Linked DNA regions of Mus musculus: region 1 is linked to region 2. The links are chromatin contacts, called in public Hi-C maps. All regions are on one chromosome and are shown on one strand. Each heading gives the region's core, a stretch centred on a gene start, on an enhancer-like site or on the middle of the called end of the contact. The rest is flanking DNA. Distances are from core to core; before and after follow the strand shown. Region 1 has its middle 45 kb from the start of Gm40357. Region 2 overlaps Snd1 (staphylococcal nuclease and tudor domain containing 1).

Region 1 (4,046 bases), core at 1,266-3,765, 340 kb before region 2:
CTCACCCTAGCTGCCTGGAAGCCAGTATTCTACTAGCGGCCTGAAGATGAAGATGTAGAACTCTCAGCTCTGCCTGCACCAAGCCTGCCTGGCCACTGCCATGTTGCCCCGCCTTGATGATAATGGACTGAACCTCTGAACCTGTAAGCCAGCCCCAGTTAAAAGTCATCCTTTATAAGACTTGCCCTGGTCATGGTGTCTGCTCACAACAGTAAATCCCTAACTAAGACAACTATCTAGATTGCGTTGGCCCGAGGACTCGTCTGTAAGGAATTATTTTTGCTACGTTAATTAAGGTGAGAAGAACCACCCAGTGTGGAGGCACCACTTCTTAGGCAGGGAACCCTGAACTTTGTAAGTGTTGAAACTCAGGGCTGGAGAGATGACTCGGCAGTTAACAGTGCTGACTACTATTCTAGGGGCCCTAGGTTGGATTCCCAGCACTCAAGATAGTGGCTCACAACTGTCTGTAACGCCAGTCCCAGGATGTTTAACATTCTCCTCTGGCCTGCGCAGAGACAACATGCACATAGCAAACAGACATGCACGTAGGCAAAACACCCAAACACATCCAATAAAAATGAAGGAAAACATTTAAACAGTGGCAAAATTGAGTTAAGCACTAAGATAAAGAATCTACTGCTGTTGCTCTGGGTCATTGGTGCGGTGACCAATTCCCCACCCCACCCCCGTGACCGTCCCTCCCCCACTCAGCCCCTAGTTCTGCCACCTTGACTGCTGTGATGGGCTGCCATCAGGAATTGTGAACACAAACTAACCCTTCCACCCCTAAGTTGCTTTCAGCAGGGTATTTTGTCACAGCAACTGGGGAAAAAAAAAAAAAAAAAAAAAAAAAAACCAGAGACAGAGGGGTTTGTTGGGGCTCACAGTTTGAGGCTGCAGTCTATCATGAAGGTGGGGGAGGGGAGGCATGACAGCAGGAAGGTGAGGCAGCTGATCGCCCTGCCTCCATAGCCAGGAAGCACAGAGAGATGAACTCAGGTGCTCAGCTCACTGCCTCCTTCATGTTCAGTCTAGGACTCTGGTCCATGGGGTGGTGCTGCTCACCTAACAGAGTGGAGGACCCCCTCCCCCTCCCCAGAGCGAGTGGTACCTTCTGCTGGCAGCCAGAGAGGAAGAAGGAAAAGCCTTTTGCCTACTTGCCTGTGCCTCTTGCTTGTGAGTGCATCTACTTTACTTCTGCCATCGTCGCCCTCCTTCTCTAACATCAGACTCCAGCTCTTCAGTCTCCTGACATGGACTGAAGACCAGTGGTTCTGCAGGAATCCTCCTGGACTCCAGTGTCCGACTGCATTCAGTCCGTTGAATGAATGAGCAGGCTATTCTTTCCAGTATGAAAACATCTGGTTTTGGACTACTAGATGGTATCATGTAAGCCAACCTAACAAATTCCATGTGTGTGTATATCTATCTATCTATCTATCTATCTATCTATCTATCTATCTATCTATCTATCTATCATCTATCTATTTTCATTCTATTAGTTCTGTTCCTCTGCAGAAACCTGACAAGTATATTTACCTTCTAAGTGAGACCTTCCCTGTCTACCCTCTTTAAATTTGCGGCTCAAAGTGCTAACCTCTAGACTCCATTCTTTCTCCTGGCATAGTAACCATCCCTTGTCATGGCATGCGAAAGCTGTTTATCCAAATGCAAACAAGGTTTGGGATTTCAGGGAGTTTCACATTTAGGAATGTCTTTGAGCACCTAATGAGATACTACCGGTGTGGAGCTCAAGTCTAAACACAAACCTCATTTGTGTTTGGTGTATGCTGTAACACACAGCAGGCGTAAGAAAGCTTGTGCATGTCAAAGCATCAGACTAGAGGCATCCTATTGATGCTCAAAGGCAGTGAATTCTCGAGCATTTCAGATTTAGAATTTGTGCCTTAGCGACCCTCAATCTACACATTGTAGATTATGTGGCATCTTGTGTGCTTTTCTGTCTTAGTGATTGCTGCCCAGCCAGTAAGCAAACACTTGTACCATACAGCTCTGAGGCTTCTGGTCTGGGGTCAGGGTCTGACCATAAGCAGGTCTGGTGATGACCGGCTTCTGTTTGCAGATTATTCTCCAACCCATGATGGAAGAGCTAGTTAAATCTCTGAGCTCTTCTCAGAACGGCACTAAGCTTCTGTATGAGGGCCACACCCTTATAACCCCCAGAGATGTATTCCAAATACCTTCACACTGGGAATTAGAGTTCAATATACACATTTTGGGTGAGACATTCAATTATAAACCTCCCCCAGTAGAAGTGGTGTGGGAGGTCAGGCATTTTGTCTGAATCAATACTGCTGAATCAATTAGGCTGACAGTAATGCCAGGCACATAGCGGAGATGCAACAAAGGTTGCATGGCTGAGTTAAATAGAAGCATTTGCTTGTAGGAGATAGGAGCAGAAGTAAGCATGTGGCCGGAGAGGAGAGCAAGCCCAGTGTTCTCACTTCGTTGGAAGAAAAGATCTAGCTGAGAAGTGGGTGAGAGGTTGCTGATCTTACACAGAGACTTAATTGCATCAGGAAGTCTCCAGATGAGCATTGCCAGACAGCCAGAGTCAGACACAACCTCCTGGGGCTTCCTCAAAAGGCATGACTGGCCCTGTAGGCAATGAGCAGACTCAGGTGGGAATGGAGAGATCTGTGCTGAGCTCTGGTTTGCTCTGCTTGGAATAGTCTCTGGGCGGCAGCGAGTGAGTCTCTGCCCTGTGGAGGCCGGCTGTACTGGTCAGGAAGCCAATCTGCTCGGAGCAGGCGAGGGGTTGTTAGCACCAAGGACAGCCATGTCCAATGCAGCTGGAAGAAGCCCCTTCCAGGTTTCAGAGGAAGAGCCAGAGAATAGAAGAGAGGTCACTGACCGAGACTGGAGTAAGGGTATTTGTCACAGCCATTAGAACAGGCCTAGGCATACAGAAGAGCAGAGACTGGAAGACATAGTTCAAGACTAAACACCTTGAGAAGTGTGCTATGTAAAGTGTGTGAGCTGCTTTAAGAATAGTAAATTCTGTAATGGGGTGTGGTGGCATTCCTCTATAACCCTAGCACTTCGGGGGTTTGGGCAGAAGAATCAAAAGTCCAAAGGCACAATTAAAAACTCTCTCACAAATAAGTAATAGATATTAAATTCTAATATGAAACATAGAAGCAAATGGTAGTGAAACATGATAAAGTATATACATACATTTATTGAACAGATTAAAATAATATGACAGTGAGAATATTACTCTGTGTATTAGTCTGGGTTCTTTGAAGGGACAGAACTGATAGAATGAATATATATGTGTGTGTGTACATATATATTATATATACATATAAGTGTAATATATACATGTGTGTATATATTATATACATATATATGCACAACATATTATATACACATATATATGTGTAAATATAGTATATATACATGTATGTATATATATATGTGTGTATATACATGTGTATATATGTTATATATATGAAAACATTATACACTAATTAAATGCAGTGGAATAAAAGAGAAAAACAGACATGAAAGTAGGAGGAAGTGGGCTTCTCTGGGAAGAGGGGTGGGATGTTGAATGGGTAAGAGAACAGTGGGGGATATGCTCAGAGTCTATAATATACACATGGAATTGTTAAATAAGACCAATCATATATGATATTTATTAGAAATAGGTCCTAATATCAGAGAAGGACTGCCTTCACAACAGGATGGATAAACTTACCAGTGAGAGTGAGGACAAGCAAAAATCTTCCTTCCTCCATCTCCTTCAAGGAGGGCTGCCACCAGACAGTGCGGCCCAGGCTTAGAGTGCGGCTTCCCATCCCAAACAATCCAACCAAGAGAATTCCTCACAGCTATTCCTAGATGCTCAGGATTTAGTTGATTCATTGACAATCAGTATTAGCCACTACAGCAAGTGAAGTGTGGGGGCACATGCCTTCACCATCACTGGGAGAGAGAGGTGGGTAAATTTACATGAGTTTATGACCAGCTTGTTCTACATGGTGAGTTCCAGGACAGGCAGGGCTACATATTGAAAT
Region 2 (3,980 bases), core at 1,129-3,628:
GTATTGTACATCTTGATTTGGATGGTAGATATTGCAGTGCATATACCATTATTCATTGAACTTAATGTTGCTGTACCTTATCCAATGACTGGATGTTGATCTCAATACAAAAGTTATTTAGGGGGAGAAAAAAGCTTTTCTAAAGCAGCAAAGATAAGCAGAGCAATACCATTTACATTTAAATGAAGAATAACTTTTATTAGTACTGGGAATAGAATTGGAAATTACTTGAAATTTGTACCACTCTGAAAATATATTATTATCCCTGGTAGCAGCTAGCAATTCTGCCTCTTGACATAAAGAAACTGTACATCTAATTTGTTTGGGAGCAGGTATACAATTGGAGGGAGCTCTCATTCAATGGTGTCACGGAGTCCAGCAGAAGGCAAGCACTGAGAATTCCATGGGAGCTGGTTGGTGCAGAGGCTGGAGGAGAAAAAGGCCCTCAGGCTGTGCAGAAGGTACAGCAAGAAGCAGAGGCAAGGGGTGTGGGGGTCAGGGTGCTGTGTTTAGCTTCTACATCAGATGAATAAAGGTGGAAGCACACCTTCAATTTACTTTCCACGTTTTGAATTCTTAAATTAGCCCCAATTACTCGGCACATTCCCCTCCTTCTGTGCCCCCCACACTCTGAAAACATACACAGCGTATCTGAGGAGCCTAAACCAGTGACAACGCAGACATTTTAAGGACAGTCAGGGAGATAGGAAGGCTGGTTAACAGGCAGCAATGCCATCAGTGACGGGGGAACAGTGCACATTACAGTCCCAGATAAGTGATCCATGATGGTGACACCACTGCCTCCTGTGCTGTCTGCCAAAGATTTACTTTAAGAAAAGGACAGACAGACTGGAGAGATGCCTCAGCACTTAAAAGCAATGCTGCTCTTCCAGAGGTCCTGAGTTCAATTCCTATAAGCCACATAGTGGCTCACAACCATCTGATGCCCTCTTCTGGTATATCTGAAGACAGTGCTCATATACATAAATAAATCTTTAAAGGTAAATAGATAAAAGAACAACAAAACAACAAAAAATTGCAAGAACCTTAAATTCTTAATTGTCTGCCACTTTAATTTGGCACAGTTTACATCCCAAAGCAATACATGTTAAGTGTCACGAGTAGCAAGACTTGGCTATATTGCTACATACCCTGGCCAATATCCCCCAGAGAAGAAGCCATGGAAATAGAACCTCTTTTGCTGAAATTATCCCAACATCCATTTAGCCTTACAGTTTATACCAACTCCTGGGGGATTATGTTGGGGTCTTTCTCCTGGAGAGCACTTTTCTCGGGTTTATGTTATACAGAGCTCATGAGATACCTTTCTTCTTCACCTAAACTAGCCTCATTTCTCATGGATGATAAATTGGTTTCACAAGCATAGTTAATCAATTCTAGTCAACAACCCAAGATTCGACTACCTCAAATTGTCAAGTTCACATTTAAGAATGAAAGAATTTGAAATTAAAATATTGCAGATCAAAGGCCAAATACTGGAAATAAAATCTATCTCCCCAGAGGTCTCACTACACTCTCAACTAAAGACCAAACTCTAAGACACATTGAAGACAAAACTCTAGTTGTAATTGGTTTGTAAAAACCATAAGTTTATCTACTGCCCACTGGCATTTATCAACTCTACCACTTCAAAAGCTGATATTACAGCTCATTTTATTTGAGCTTCATAAATCCCCAGACATGCGTAAGTATTTTTCAATTCAAATCCAACTGAATTTCATTTCATTTAAGACAAATGGAAACACTAAACATTGCTTAAAAAAATTAATAGACTGTTTCCATTACCAGGCCCAGACTACAAGTATTTGTGGAGTAGCACACTCTTGTATTTGTGGATAATACTCCTACATTCATATAGTACTGCAATCCCATTAGCAGCAGGCTTAAATTAATAAAATTGTTTGTCTTGTCAGCCTGTGTTACACGTTGTACAAACTTGTTAGATAATCAGCAGAGGCATGACAATTCATTATCCTACAGGGAACCGCTCTGAAACCAGCAGCTTCCGCTTTCAAATAGAGCTACCACGTCAAATTAGGCTATCATTTGCAGCCGGCTGCTGTACATTCTGAAGGGCACAGATACAGCAACACTACATTCACCCTGCTGTTCTTCAGCTGCGAAGATTTTAAGTTTCACTGCCACATGCCAAGTCCCCTATACCTGCCCTGCATCAGTGGGACCATATTGTGAGAAGCCTCTCGAGCAGGACAGATTCTACAGGTCAAGTCTGCACCGTGGTTAGTCAGAGGGAAAAGACATGATCAGATTTCACACTGGATTTTGGCATCAGCACTCACATCAAACCACCAAATGCCATTCTTCAAACAAAGAGACACAGAGCAAAGGAGAAATGAGCTTTTGCTGACTGAACTGCCCTTTGGCCCATCTTCAGTCAGATGCCTCCACCCTTAACTGCACAGCGGTAGAAATATTTAGCTGCTACTCCACGGGGCTATGAATCTCTTCTTGGGCTCTGTGCTACCTACCATGCAAGCAGTGACAGGGAATTAAGTTAGCACGAATCTACTTAGCTATTTCAAGCCAGAGGAAGTAGATGTCAGTTACAATAGATAATTCTTGGCATCATTTACCCAAAATACAAATTGGTGACAGGTGGAAAACCAGAAGCCAAATGTTTCTCTGAGTTCCAGAGATCACCCGCTACGATGTGACTCCAAAATGAAGCATACCTTTACAAATTTCAACGAGCTTGAAAAAAAAAATGAAACTTTCAGAACTATGAGAATGCTAGTGAATGTTATACCTACAGCTTGGACACTATATCCCTTTAGTTTCTGTACGCTATGAATACTGGCCCACCAAACCAGTGAATCTGTGCAGGGCAAAACAACTCTAACTTTTCCTTCCTCATGAAGGAAAGTGGATTCCATGTTCAAGACAAAATAAGCTTGGTAACCGTGGAGACCGTTTCAACAATACTGTCTGTGCTTCCATGCGACCAGTTAGCAACCTTCCCTACCCTGTCAAGCCTGGCCACGTGGGTCCAGGAAAAACTATACGTCCCTACTCTGATCTATGTGAGTATCTAGCAAAATCGGGATCAACAGGCTCGTAACTGACACACTTCCCTCTCCACACTCCTAGGGTACTCGTAAAACAATCTAGCAGCCTGGATCTCAACACACCTGTGATGAATATGGAAGTGAACAGCCACTGGTTTGTTACTGTAACACAATTTTCCATAAAAAGACTGAATAAAATATATAAGAAATTTGGTCCGAGCAATGCCACTGATGTTACAGTAAAAAGGCAGCAAAACGTCCCGGAGAGGCAGAAGAAAAGCACTTCTGAAGTATGGTGGCCGCCCACTTGAAGAAAGAAAACATGCTACTCTTTTTTTTTTTTTTTTTTTTAAGTGTATCATTCTTTTTTTTTTTTTTTTTTTTTTTTTTTTTTTTTTCCCGGAGCTCTTGACTCTAGCTGCATATGTATCAAAAGATGGCCTAGTCAGCCATCACTGGAAAGAGAGGCCCATTGGACACGCAAACTTTATATGCCCCAGTACAGGGGAACGCCAGGGCCAAAAAGGGGGAGTGGGTGGGTAGGGGAGTGGGGGTGGGTGGGTATGGGGGACTTTTGGTATAGCATTGGAAATGTAAATGAGCTAAATACCTAATAAAAAATGGAAAAAAAAACAAACAAAAAAAAAGAAAACATGCTACTCTTGATGGCCTCTTGAGCCTTCTTCTCATGCAGGAATGTAATACAGGGCCTGGAAACATGGCTCAGCAGGTAAGGCTTCTGCTCTCACTCCTCCCTTACCTGAGCTCAGCCCCTAGACCTCCACACATGTGCCACAACACGTGCACACACACACATGCTTTCTAAATGTAATTTTTAAATTAATATTTTTTAAAAGATAATACGTATAAGACCAACAAAAAGTCCTAACAGGAAATACGGTGGCAAAATGACATATCATAAATGGACTGTGA

The links. Hi-C and Micro-C count contacts between places; a contact is called where the count stands out from the background.
Region 1: a contact with region 2 is called in a Hi-C map of the N1E-115 cell line, with 2.4 times the contacts expected there. The contact joins two enhancer-like sites.

Annotation. Positions count from the first base shown.
Region 1 is chr6:28,918,055-28,922,100 of GRCm38.p6, reverse strand. It overlaps a transcript of Snd1 not described here. Among named protein-coding and RNA genes, the nearest start is that of Gm40357, 45 kb to the left of the region's middle. Within about 2 kb of position 2,515, at least 6 of the 459 cell types and tissues checked have an H3K27ac peak or open chromatin away from gene starts, as enhancers often do. A contact at or near this core is called in the N1E-115 cell line, where this site is marked.
Region 2 is chr6:28,575,134-28,579,113 of GRCm38.p6, reverse strand. All of the region lies in intron 10 of Snd1 (staphylococcal nuclease and tudor domain containing 1), which reads right to left. Among named protein-coding and RNA genes, the nearest start is that of Snd1, 97 kb to the right of the region's middle. Within about 2 kb of position 2,378, at least 17 of the 459 cell types and tissues checked have an H3K27ac peak or open chromatin away from gene starts, as enhancers often do. A contact at or near this core is called in the N1E-115 cell line, where this site is marked.